Linked DNA regions of Mus musculus: all the other regions are linked to region 3. A link is a contact called in public HiChIP or PLAC-seq data. All regions are on one chromosome and are shown on one strand. The core of a region is the stretch at or near the end of the contact, and the rest is flanking DNA. Distances in the headings are between cores, read along the strand shown. Region 1 has its middle 110 kb from the start of 1700044C05Rik. Region 2 overlaps Abcc4 (ATP-binding cassette, sub-family C (CFTR/MRP), member 4). Region 3 holds the start of Gpr180 (G protein-coupled receptor 180). Region 4 overlaps Abcc4 (ATP-binding cassette, sub-family C (CFTR/MRP), member 4).

The links. HiChIP or PLAC-seq counts read pairs in DNA pulled down with a chosen protein or histone mark.
Region 1: a contact with region 3 is called in an H3K27ac HiChIP or PLAC-seq map of extraembryonic endoderm stem cells, with 5 times the contacts expected there. The contact joins the enhancer-like site here to the promoter of Gpr180 in region 3. A contact is called at or near these places in 1 of 484 Hi-C or Micro-C datasets (olfactory sensory neurons), 5 of 115 datasets of contacts at active chromatin or transcription factors (acute myeloid leukemia, bone marrow-derived macrophages, embryonic stem cells and 2 more) and 1 of 9 other capture datasets (embryonic stem cells).
Region 2: an H3K4me3 HiChIP or PLAC-seq map of embryonic basal ganglia shows a contact between it and region 3, with 3 times the contacts expected there. The contact joins the enhancer-like site here to the promoter of Gpr180 in region 3. A contact is called at or near these places in 7 of 39 promoter capture datasets (the 3T3-L1 cell line, 3T3-L1-derived adipocytes, the HPC-7 cell line and 3 more), 5 of 115 datasets of contacts at active chromatin or transcription factors (acute myeloid leukemia, embryonic basal ganglia, embryonic forebrain and 2 more) and 2 of 9 other capture datasets (adipose tissue and liver).
Region 4: a contact with region 3 is called in a FOXA1 HiChIP or PLAC-seq map of pancreatic cancer cells. The contact joins the enhancer-like site here to the promoter of Gpr180 in region 3. A contact is called at or near these places in 3 of 39 promoter capture datasets (3T3-L1-derived adipocytes, the HPC-7 cell line and neural stem cells), 8 of 115 datasets of contacts at active chromatin or transcription factors (the 230-238 cell line, embryonic basal ganglia, embryonic hindbrain and 5 more) and 1 of 9 other capture datasets (adipose tissue).

Annotation. Positions count from the first base shown.
Region 1 is chr14:118,472,937-118,475,735 of GRCm38.p6, forward strand. No RefSeq gene overlaps it. Among named protein-coding and RNA genes, the nearest start is that of 1700044C05Rik, 110 kb to the left of the region's middle. Within about 2 kb of position 1,530, at least 50 of the 459 cell types and tissues checked have an H3K27ac peak or open chromatin away from gene starts, as enhancers often do. A contact at or near this core is called in extraembryonic endoderm stem cells and stem cell-derived neural progenitor cells, where this site is marked.
Region 2 is chr14:118,607,731-118,610,627 of GRCm38.p6, forward strand. All of the region lies in intron 13 of Abcc4 (ATP-binding cassette, sub-family C (CFTR/MRP), member 4), which reads right to left. Among named protein-coding and RNA genes, the nearest start is that of Mir6391, 17 kb to the left of the region's middle. Within about 2 kb of position 1,606, at least 17 of the 459 cell types and tissues checked have an H3K27ac peak or open chromatin away from gene starts, as enhancers often do. A contact at or near this core is called in embryonic basal ganglia, where this site is marked.
Region 3 is chr14:118,135,818-118,138,529 of GRCm38.p6, forward strand. It overlaps Gpr180 (G protein-coupled receptor 180), which reads left to right and starts at 1,310. Exons shown (of 9, transcript NM_021434.5): 1 at 1,310-1,523. The coding sequence starts at 1,376.
Region 4 is chr14:118,565,094-118,567,853 of GRCm38.p6, forward strand. The region is part of intron 19 of Abcc4 (ATP-binding cassette, sub-family C (CFTR/MRP), member 4); the gene reads right to left. Among named protein-coding and RNA genes, the nearest start is that of Mir6391, 26 kb to the right of the region's middle. Within about 2 kb of position 1,443, at least 96 of the 459 cell types and tissues checked have an H3K27ac peak or open chromatin away from gene starts, as enhancers often do. A contact at or near this core is called in extraembryonic endoderm stem cells, neural stem cells and pancreatic cancer cells, where this site is marked.

The DNA of each region.
Region 1 (2,799 bases), core at 280-2,779, 340 kb after region 3:
AGAGCAGTCAGTGCTCTTAACCACTGAGCCATCTCTCCATCCTTCCCCCTCCCCCCCCCCCTCCCCCAGTTTCGGATTCTTGTTTGTCCTCCTTGGATCCATTCTTCATAGTGGCACACTAAAATTGTGTCCCAAAGACAAAACAAAGCAAACAAGCACAACAGAAAGAAAAAAGAAGAAATCGAATCCGGGCTGCAGAAGATGCTAATAGTTGAAGCACTTGTCAGCAAACATAAGAATTGAACTCTGGGTCTCTAGAATCCACAGACATGCTTAGTTGGCACGGCAACCTCCCTGCAATTCCAGCGCAGCAGGAGTGGACAAGAATCCCCAGAGCAAACTGACTGCACAGACTAGCCAGACTGGGGAAATTCTGGGTTTAATTGAGAGACCCCCTACCTCACTGAAAAAGACGGAGAGTAATAATAGATAACAGTATATGTCAGCTTTTGGGCTTCATCTGCACAAAACTCAAGTGTATAAGCGTGTGCGTGCGTGCGCGCGCGCGCACACACACACATGCGCATGCACGTACACAAGGCACCTTTGCAGGCCTGTAGGAAGTGGGGCTGACTATCATCATGAGCACACCTACAAGTCTGATCTCCTTAAACTGTGTCCAAGCTAGTCTCTGCCCACTGCAAGGCACTTATTTCATTCATTCTTTTCATGAGATGCAAAAACATAGTTCTAGAAAAGGCTACGTTCAGACCAGACCAAAAGTTCATACTCAAGCAGCACCAACGTAGCCAGAATCAGGTGTGTCTACAAAGCTGCTTTAGAGGCAGAACGCCCACCGCCCTTGCTGGTGCCACCTTGTCACTTGTGGAAGACACTTTTTAGAGAAGGTAGAAGTCCCTGCTTGGTCCTGGGCCTCCCGTGGGAACGCGCCAGCCATTGCTCTCCTCAAGGGCTGGGGCCGTGCCACCTCCCGGCCCTCAGGGTGCGGAGCCCGGTGCCTGTGATCGCGCGCCAGGGAGCAGGCGGGTTCCCGTGCTGGCCGGCCGAGGGCGGCGCCTGTGATCTGCAGCCAGGGAGCGCGCGGGGCGTCCCCGGAGACCCTGTGATCGCGCGCCAAGCGCATCCCCGACCTAGCGCGCGCGCGCGCGCGCACTGTCTGCCCGGAGCTCCCGCTGAAAGTGTCCCCGGATGAAAGGGAAGGGGAAGCGGGCTCAAGCCGGAGAACTAGGTCTGGTGAGTCCTCTGAAGCCTAGCATCCTGCTCTTTACAAACGAGGCACCCCCAAACCTTCCTTAATGCCCTTTCCGTTGCCTGATGGAAACAGGAGACGCTTGCCCTAAGCAACGAAAAATGCTCTTGGAGATGCTTGTCTCGAAAAGATGCTCTTGGAGATGCAAAGGAGATCGCATCTCTTCTGGTGTCCAGTTAGAGAAAGTTCTGCCTGGCTTGGTATTGTGATTCGCGAGGTGATAATCAAACAGGTGTGAATAGTTTAGCATCAAAGAACCGTTTCTTTCTAGAACGGCTCCCTCTGCTGATTGAAGGAAGACAAAAGCCTCCATTAGCATAGGGTGTGCAAAGCCACCTGTTCAAATAACTCTGCCAAACAGAGCAAACCAGCCTTGGAAAGAAAAGAACCCCAGAGCAGTGCAAATATTCGCAGCAAAGTTGAAGGATTAAGCTGATCACAGTCGCAAGCTGGGAGGAGGAGGTGTTTCCCGTTCGTAATAAAAGCTTGCAAGGGTTATTTTTAGCAGCCTGTTTGATTCCATTAGATGAGGCGATAGCAGCTTTCATGGTCTTGTCAAAATAAAATTATGGGAGAAAAACTTAGTCTGCCCTAACTAATCCGGCAAACGTTTCTGTTTGGAAATTCTGATTTCAGGTCATGGGTGAACAGATAGGGTTCTGCCCAGAAACAATGGTACAGCGCAGGCCAATCTGTGTCTGCGATTGTTGGACCTGTTGCCTCCCATTCCAAGAAAACAAAACCGCGATTTCATCAGCATCGATTTTTAATATTTTTGAAATGTTATTTTACATTTGTTTTGTGTCGCAAGAGAGAAGCGTGGGAAGGAGTGGGAGAGCAGCCGAGAAAGGAGCCAAGAGAAACTTGACTTTGGGGCGAGTGGGTGGGAGATCAAAGGATGAAATGGTGGCAGAGCGGGTGGAGGAGAATCGGAGCCCAGCATTATGGGAACAGCACATTGGCACGAGGGGGAGGGGGGACGAAGAAGGAGGAGGGCGGGCCTGGGTAAGAAGGGTGATTCTAGCAAAGAAGGGGCTAGGACCAGTCTGTGGTCCTAACAAGAAGCCTCCACTCTGGGTCCTGCTGTTTAGAGGACCCCCACCAGCTCTCCTAGGTGCTGGCTGGTTACTCTGGTGAGAAATTTCCGAGAGCCCGAAGAACACACCCATCTAGGCCTTAGTCCTCAGACACTGGCTGTCCGAGTGTGACGCACAAACCTTGAGCAGCAGCCTTGCTTGGCAGTTTGGAAACACAAGCTCTCAAGCCCTGCTCCACATCTTCACCATTTTAACACCTATCAGGTAGAAAGAGGCACATTCAAGGTTCAAGAACCCAGAAGAGCCCGCCCAAATGGTGCCAGCCCCCTTCAAACACCTACATGGGCCTCTTGCTTGATTCCATCCTTGCAAGGGTACACTGTAAAGCAGTACTACTAGCACGAGTAACCCAGGGTCTGAGCCATTTGTGAGGCTAGAAGGAGTGGTCAATCTTTGTCCTTTAGAGTGTTCTTGTGAACACAAAGCCCTCCTTTGCAAGGCTGTGGGGCTCTCACGGTGCTGCCCTGATTCAGGACGAAAAGGCAAGTTCTG
Region 2 (2,897 bases), core at 356-2,855, 470 kb after region 3:
TGTCTTTTAAATTTTAAAAAGTAAAATTTCTAAGTGCACATGCATGTGTGTGGGAGTGATAAAGTGTCTGTGTGTGTTTGAGGCAGAAGAAAACTCGTTGTGGTGTCATGATGTGAGTACAAAAAGAAGCAAGGTAGGAATCGCTATTTTAGAAAATGTGGGAGAAGGAGGCCCCTCTGCAAGGAAGGAACCATGGTGATACAGGGGGTTCCGTGGCCCTGGCAGGTGCTATGGCCCTGGCGGGTGTTGTGGCTCTGGAATGCTCTCATGTACTCAGTCCTGTGTGGGCAGGAAGGCCAAGGCAGTGCAGAAACCCACACTGAGTGCTATGGTTAATGGGCTATGAGCATCTGCCAGACACAATCCTAGAAAGCCATAACGCTTCTTGGAGGTGCAGGAGAGAAAGTCAGGCACGCAGGCCACTCGCCTTCCTCCCGAGGCACAGTCATCAGGCTGAGAAGGAGCGACCTCATTCAAAATGCCATCATATGTGGAACGCTGGAGTGCTGGGTTACAGAGGCACCAGCAGTGGGGCAGACTGCAAAGAACAATGTCCCCCATTCTGGTACGACGAGCAACCACATCCTGATGGTGAGAGTGTACGAAAGACTGAAGCAGGGAAGGTAAGCCACTGCTGGATGCTGAAGCCCTTGTCCATGTATGTGTTCATACACTGAAGGCTAATCACCAGTGTGATGGTGTGAGGCCCTGGGGCCTTCATGGGAATCTGCCACCATGGACAGGGTCAGTGCTGTTCCTAAACCAAAGCGTGGACCACAGCTGTCGTTAGGGCAAAACAAGAAGACATCCAGCTATGAACATCAAATCTGCTAGCACTTCATCTCAGGCCGTGAGAAATACATGTTGTTTATAAGCACCCAGTTGCGGCGTTTTGTCATAGTAGCTCCTATAAACTACAAGGATGAAGGAGGGATTGGTAGTGTGGGAGATCTAACTGCGAAAACCCTGAGAAGATCATGGAAGAGGCAGCCATCTGTAATTCTGAGACTTTCCCCAATGCAGGATCCACAGCTACATCAGACTGGCATCAGTCGAGAGTCCCCAGCCTCCCGCTTCCTCTGTTTGCAACATATAGTTGTAAAACTTGAAAACCGTAATAACCTTGGACGTATATTCGTGATTGGAGTAAAATGTTAATGGCAAACAGAAGAGTGACTCATTCGCGTTTAACACAAACACACTTCACATTTCTAAGCCTCGACACGGCCGCCATCTTTCATAGCATATTGTTCGATCCAATTTTCTAACTCGTTGAGAACATTCTCCAGCTGCCGCTGAGTGATTTCCTAAATTGCATCTGTGCTCCCCGCTCCAAGTTTCCCCCCAAAGAACGTGGTTCTGATTAGCAAGCACCAATTTTAACAAGCTTGCTTCTACCAAGTGTCTATCCAAAGCCATTAAAACATTAAAGGTTTTAGGAGACCTTATGAACACTGTTCAAAAGGGAACTTGGGAGCACCCTTGTGATCTGCATACTGATACACAGCAATTAAAATGCGTTCCTCTCTCCTCCCTAGAGACTCTGGTACAGCATCCCAGCGAGAATTAGTCTCCAAGTGATGGGGAACTTGAATGGATCCACTCAAGGCTCACCCAAGGGACAAAGGGCTGATTCTGCCCAGAATCCATCAAGTCAGAAAAAGAGGGTCGGATGAGAGAGCTTCATTAAAGCCAACCACCAGCTGCTCTCACTTGCTGCATTCTGAAAGACTCAACACTACCGGGCATTCATTTTTATTTTTACTGTGGTGAAATATACACGCCATAAAAGTCGCTACTTTAAACATTTTAGGTGTCTCACGACAGCGTGAAGTGTAGTCACACTGCGGTCCAGCCACCACGATCACCACTTCCAGGATATTTTCATCACCACAACATCAGGCGGCATGCGTGGATCCCGTGTTGGTACGGAAGCAGTCGCTCTCCTCTGAACACCAAGCCTCAGAAGGCCCCGCTCAGTGGATGACCTTGGGTGCCAGTCCTCGAGTCCAGAGCCTGGGCACCTGTTATCTTGACTCTGCCTGAAATCTGTTCTGAACTGAACGCCATCCCTCAAATCCATGTACTAAAGTGCAACACCTAATGACGGACAGACAGAGCCTTTAGAGAGAATGGTAAGGGAGGCTCTGGGGTGCCTTCTCAATCGACCTGACTGGTGGCCTGTGAAGAGGAGATCTGAGGAAAGATGCCCAAGAAGGAAAATGTACAGATGTGCTGGGCCAGCAGTGTCCTCTCACCTCAGACTTCCACCCTCCCTGGCTCTTAGGGATGGAAGCTCTGCGGTGTGAGCCACACCGGCTGTTGCCTTTTATTTTGTCACATGGAGCTAAAGACCCCAGGACCTGCAGGTTGGCACTGGGGCTCTTAATCACGTGTGATGTGCATCTCCTCACAGGGGAACGCTGTGCTTGCTGCTCTTTTCTTTTTTGCCTTTTTTTTTTAATTAGATATTTTCTTTATTTACATTTCAAATGATATCCCGAAAGTCCCCCATACCCTCCCCCGCCCTGCTCCCCTACCCACCCACTCCCACTTCTTGGCCCTGGCGTTCCCCTGTACTGAGTCATATAAAGTTTGCAGGACCAAGGGGCCTCTCTTTCCACTGATGGCCGACTAGACCATCTTCTGCTACATATGCAGCTAGAGACACGAGCTCCGGGAGGTACTGGTTAGTTCATATTGTTGTTCCACCTATAGGGTTGCAGACCCCTTCAGCTCCTTTGGTGCTTTCTCTAGCTTTTCCATTGGGGGCCCTGTGTTCCATTTTATACTTCTATATTTGCCAGGCACTGGCATAGCCTCACACGAGACAGCTACATCAGGGTCCTTTCAGCAAAATCTTGCTGGCATACGCAATAGTGTCTGGGTTTGGTGGC
Region 3 (2,712 bases), core at 60-2,559:
GCAAAGGAGAGGAACCGTAGAAAATACTCCAGCGAAGGATTTGCAAATGTCATCGACACAGGGGTTTAGGGTGGGTATGGAATTGATAGGGTTAAGGATGGGTGTTGTGATCATAAAAAGAGAAAGAGCTCTAACTATATGTTCTGGTGGAGTGCGGGGGAAGGGGGAAGCCTCAGCGGGCATCCCCTTCCCTGGAGGGACCAGACACACACTGGTAAAGTATAAAATAGAGTTTATTTAGGGCGTGGTGAGGGGAGTTAAGAGAGTAGTAGAGGCAGAGAGAAGGAGAGAGTAGATAAGTGGAGGCGGGCCATGGAAAGAAGAGGGATGGGGATGGGGAGAGGGGGGCACAAGGGACAGGAGGCAAGAGAAAGGCAAGAGTGTACGTGTAAGGGCCAAGCAGCCCCTTTTATACTGGGTCAAGCCTACCTGGCTGCTGCCAGGAACTGTGGGGATGGAGTTTAGACAGAATACCAACAATGGGCATTAGTTGGGAGACGATCATTTGAAATATTTGAACCCATATTCCAAAAAGCGTAGGTTGTGTACAAAAGGGATAAAGGAATGTGGCGCTGGGAAATGATGTTTTCTATAGTATTCTGTAACTCAGAAGTCAGAGGTAGACTGTAGCTAGGTAGAATCAACACTGGAGGGAGTCCGGTTGCCATAGGTCAAAGTGATGGCAGATAGTGTCCTGGCTGCCGCTTCACACCAGCAGAAAGGCCAATAGATCTTGGACTACCCGTGAATGAAGGTGGTCACTGTCATTCTCAGCTGTCTAGCCAACTGGATAATCAGTTAATTCAACCAGTCCAGGAACCCTATTCAAGGAAGGAACAATCGGTTTGGTGCCAAGAGAAGCCAGGCTTTTCAGTTTAGACGTGTGATGTATCCTCGCAACATTAACGCGCGAATAAGCAAGCGCGAGAGAGAAAAAGCAAAGAACATGTGTCCCAACTTTGAGGCCGTTTTCCTGCCAGCTATACATTTCGGCCACGTATTTCTCAGTTCTTTCCAGGAAAGCCTCGGACGTCAATGACAGGCGCGCGCACGAGCGCGTGCGCAGTGGCGTAACGCGCAAAGGCTACCACGGTGATTGTTTCCAGTATCCGTAAACAGCATCCCTGGAGGGCTCCATTTAAAACAGGCGGGAATTAGCAGCATGGCTGGGGAGCGCCGGGACCCGCACTGCTGCACGTCCCGCCCACCACGGCCGATGATTGGTTACTGTCCCCGGCTCATGGAAGGCGATCCCGCGCCTTATTGGCCGTCAGTCTCCGGCCCCGCCCCCTAAGTCCCGCCCCGCCCTCTGCTGCCGACGTGGGCTGCAGGCCGCAGGCGGTTGCCGGGCGAGCAAACGGAGCGGGCGGCGGGCATGGGCGGCCTGCGGCTGCTGGCGGTAGCCCTCACGTGCAGCTGCTGGTGGCCGCAGGGCGGCCAGGGCAAGACCCTGCGTGGCAGCTTCAGCAGCGCCGCGGCCCGCGACGCCCAGGGCCAGAGCATCGGCCATTTCGAGTTCCACGGTAGGTCCGGGCAGGTCGAGCGAGGGGTGGAGGCTCGCGGCCTCCCTCGAGCCCGGGGTCGGTAGGCGGCGGCCGCGGCGCCTCCCTCCCGCCACGTCGTCCGGGCCTCACCTGGATCCCCGCAGCGCCGCGACCCTGAACCTTCACCACCGGGCTGCAGCCTAATTGCACCTGAAAGCCATTTCCATTTCCCCGACACTCCCGGTGCAAACCGGACCGCTCCACTGCATCTCCCCAGGGCTGTCCCCCAACTCCGCACTTGGCCTGATTGTATGCATTCGAGCCCTGTGGTTATGAGTGGATGTCAGCCCAGGAAGTTAGCTTCCCTGTTGTTTGTAAGACCGGTTGCATGAAACCTGCTTGGAGCGGATTTGGAATCTGTCATTGCCTCAACAGTTTAGTTATTACCGTGTGCCTAGAGTTCATTTGGTGAAGACGGTGTCTACGTGTTTAGAAAGTTTCGTGATTGGCACACTCTGGCATGTGTGTAAGAGCTGCATTTCATAAGTACTTCCTGGTATCCTCCAGGAAAATCAGTGGTCTTCAGTTGATGAAATTGCAATTCGTTCTACTAATTTTGCCCCGTTTATTTGTTCCCTTAGAGTGTTTTCTTGGTCCTTTGAACATTACTGCATTTCAAGGGAGTCGTTTGCTTACTGAAGCTGAGATCTTCAGCTTCTATGACGGAGTTGCTTTAGAGATGCAGCTGTATCTACTGAAGAGAGGGTCTTAGGAGAAGAACATAGAAATCAGAAGCTGCTTGGCATGGGAAGGAAAGCCAAGTCCTGGGAACTTGTAGAATTGGTGCTGTAAAAGGAGGCTTTAAAAACACAAACATTGAAGGTTTTACAATTCTGAGAAAAACATGTCAGCTTTTTAAAATGTGAATAAACCCGGGCGAATGAAGAAGAGATCCCCCCCCCCTCAAGCAAACAGCTTTGTTGTATTTTTTTGTCCTATTTTTGGTCTCTTCACCACCTCGTTGTAGCAGGTCCTTTGAGACCTGACAGCACAATCACTGTGATCTGGTTAGTGCTGGTAAGTCAAGGATCTGTGGGAGCTGTGATTTGTACTGTCCGTGCCCCACCGATAACTCTGATTGTAATTACCTTGTGGAGGGGAAATGGGGTAAATCTAGGTTATCAAACAGACACGCTGGATGCTGTTCAGGAAATGTTTTCAAGTATCA
Region 4 (2,760 bases), core at 193-2,692, 430 kb after region 3:
CCACTACCCGCCCTATGTAAAACAACTGAAGGTGTGCTGGAAATTCATCAACCAACACCCAAATCTGCTCTTCACTTCTATCTTCAGCGCATCATTTTAATACCAGGGAATTGCCAACAGATGTCACGCCAAGCTGGCTTGGCTGTTAACCGTAAATATATACACCTTTGTTAGGATTTAAAGAAAGTGTTTACAAAGAACAGCCTCTTGGACTACTGTGTTACTTCTAAGTCCAGATAAGCTTTGCAGCAACAATAGGACACAGTACTGTAATGGCTTTAACTTACTTATCTTGTCAGGGAAAGCTCTGGACATGTGTTAGTTAAACCATCACCCTGTCCTCACAGAGAATTCTGAACTATTAAAATACCACCACCCTCCCCAGCCCCCAGGTCTCTCCCAGTCCCAGCATTAAACTTCTCCCCACCTCAGTATCCCTAGCTGAGTCTAAGACTTCAAGGATTTCTAAAGCAGGTAGCTACTGTTGCTCAACTCTCAGGCTTCTTGACTTCGTCAACAGCATCGTACTCTCCTCTGAAACGCCACGCATGCTTCAGGATGTCATTATTTCTTCTTTCAATATCTGCCTCTTTCCATTCCTCCACCTTGCCTGGTCTCCAGGTTCAAGTGTCTCCCTTCTATGGTGTGGGCCTCGCCACTCCAAACTCTACCCTCATAAGGACGGCCTTCATCCCCCATCACTAGGTCAGCCATTCCTAAGCCAAAACCACACCTAAGCCCCGATGTTTCTCCCCCTCAATGCATCCAGCTGGCGGCCTTCTCCAGCTCAATGTTGCCAATGGGCATCACTGTGAAGTGTTTGGGCTGTAGGAGGGGACAGGCTCCATGCCTTCTTGCTTCAAGGGTTTAACATGAGCCAATTAATAGCTTCTCACAAATTCCAGTGTAAGCTTTGCAGACTTACAATGTAAGTTCACAACTGTCAAACATGCATATATTTTAAGTAAAAGCTACTTTTGCGACTCTCAGTTTTTAATACTTTGGAGATCCTCTGTTGAGTTCCAGGCAACAGAAGTTGGGCCATCTTGGTGGCGAGTTGTCCCAAAGGCTGTGCTGACCTTCCCAGCTCTGAGGAGCTGTTATTACATCAAATAACTTAATCAGAACACAAACTGTTCTTAGATTTCTGCAGAGGTAATTAAATAACAATTCGATGCCAATTAATCACAGTCAAGTAAGAAGTCTGTGAGAGGAGAACTCTCTACACACTGGAGACTATTTAATGGTCAAATACTTGGCAAGCCCTTAGTTAAACAATGAGTCATTAAACCTCCTTTGCCACACAATGGCTAAGCTAAACTCAACGTGAAAGAATCGAAACTCCTTTGTTCTCCCATAAAAAGACATCAAACCTCTGTGCGTGATATTCTTTTCTCCCTCACTTAGCAGGCTGTTCGACTGCATGATTCACCATGTATTCAGCTGCTCCTATGCCCAGAGGCGTCTGCAAGTCCGCCCAGAACACGACAGCCGGCAACGTTTCTCTTCCCATCTGGATGCATGCAGAGCTGGACAGCAGACTCCACCTACCTGGATGCTGTGCTCGCAAAGCCCAGACTCAGAACCACCGTCCACCGTGCCCCCTCTCCTCAACACACACACACAAAGAAGCTGGGACCATCTCCACAGAAGGAAGTGATTTCCCGCTATACAAACCCACACAACTTGCCAGCCCAGCAAAAACCCATAGGACAATTTTGGTTCCCTGTGCCTCCCTTATCAACAAGGCTCTTTGAAATTAAATGTCCCATTATAACACAGTTTCCACTGAAAACCCACCGACCCACTTCCAGTTTGGCTGATAATTGCCAAAGGCTGCTGAGCACAGCTCAGGACTCTTAAACTGCTCTGCAAGTTCATTTCTTCCTGTGGAGAGAGCCTCAGGCAGAGAGAGAGCCACTGCTGGGCATCTGCTGTGGAGGGAAGCCCCAGGACTGGAAGCATGCTCACCTATACTCGGGGCCACAAATGCTGCTGCCTATTTAAAGCAGAACCTTTGCACATCATCGTATATTTGGATCTGAGTTAGCGATCTCAGAGGTAGACAAGGATTCCAGTGGGTTCCAGGCTGTAATACCGCATAGGGATCCACTTGGTGGGGGATTTATCAACACATCACATCTATTTGCCTTAGTCTAACCCAAGCATAATCAATCACTAGGTTATCACTGGTTTTATCGTGAAGGTAAAAATAAAATTCAGTGGTAGTGTGTTTGGACATGGAGGAGGTCCTGGGTCCCACTGGTAAAAACGTGGAAATAAATACGTTAATTAAATTAAAATTTCAAAAACTAACTAAATAAAAATTATAGTTCTGTTCACTGAAGAAGAGAATATGTACTAAGAAATTTAGTGGAAAAGGCATATAATATATGTGTGTGTGTGTGTGTGTGTGTGTGTGTGTGTGTGTGTGTGTGTGAGTGAGTTCATACCTCAAAATTGCATTCATTAAAACACATCAAAGCTAATTAGATATAACATTATTTAAATGAAAAAGTTAGGAAGTCTCATAGAAAATTTATTTTAACTCCACTTATACTGAATAATGGGAAATACAGTCCCCCTTTCACTGGCTCTTGTGTGCAAAATACTGAAATTATATACAGATTATTATAACAGTAAACATAGGATATACTTACTAGGTATTTACTTTATCATATGTATACACACACACATATATATGATAAGGTAAATATATAATATAATATAATATAATATAATATAAAATAATATATAATA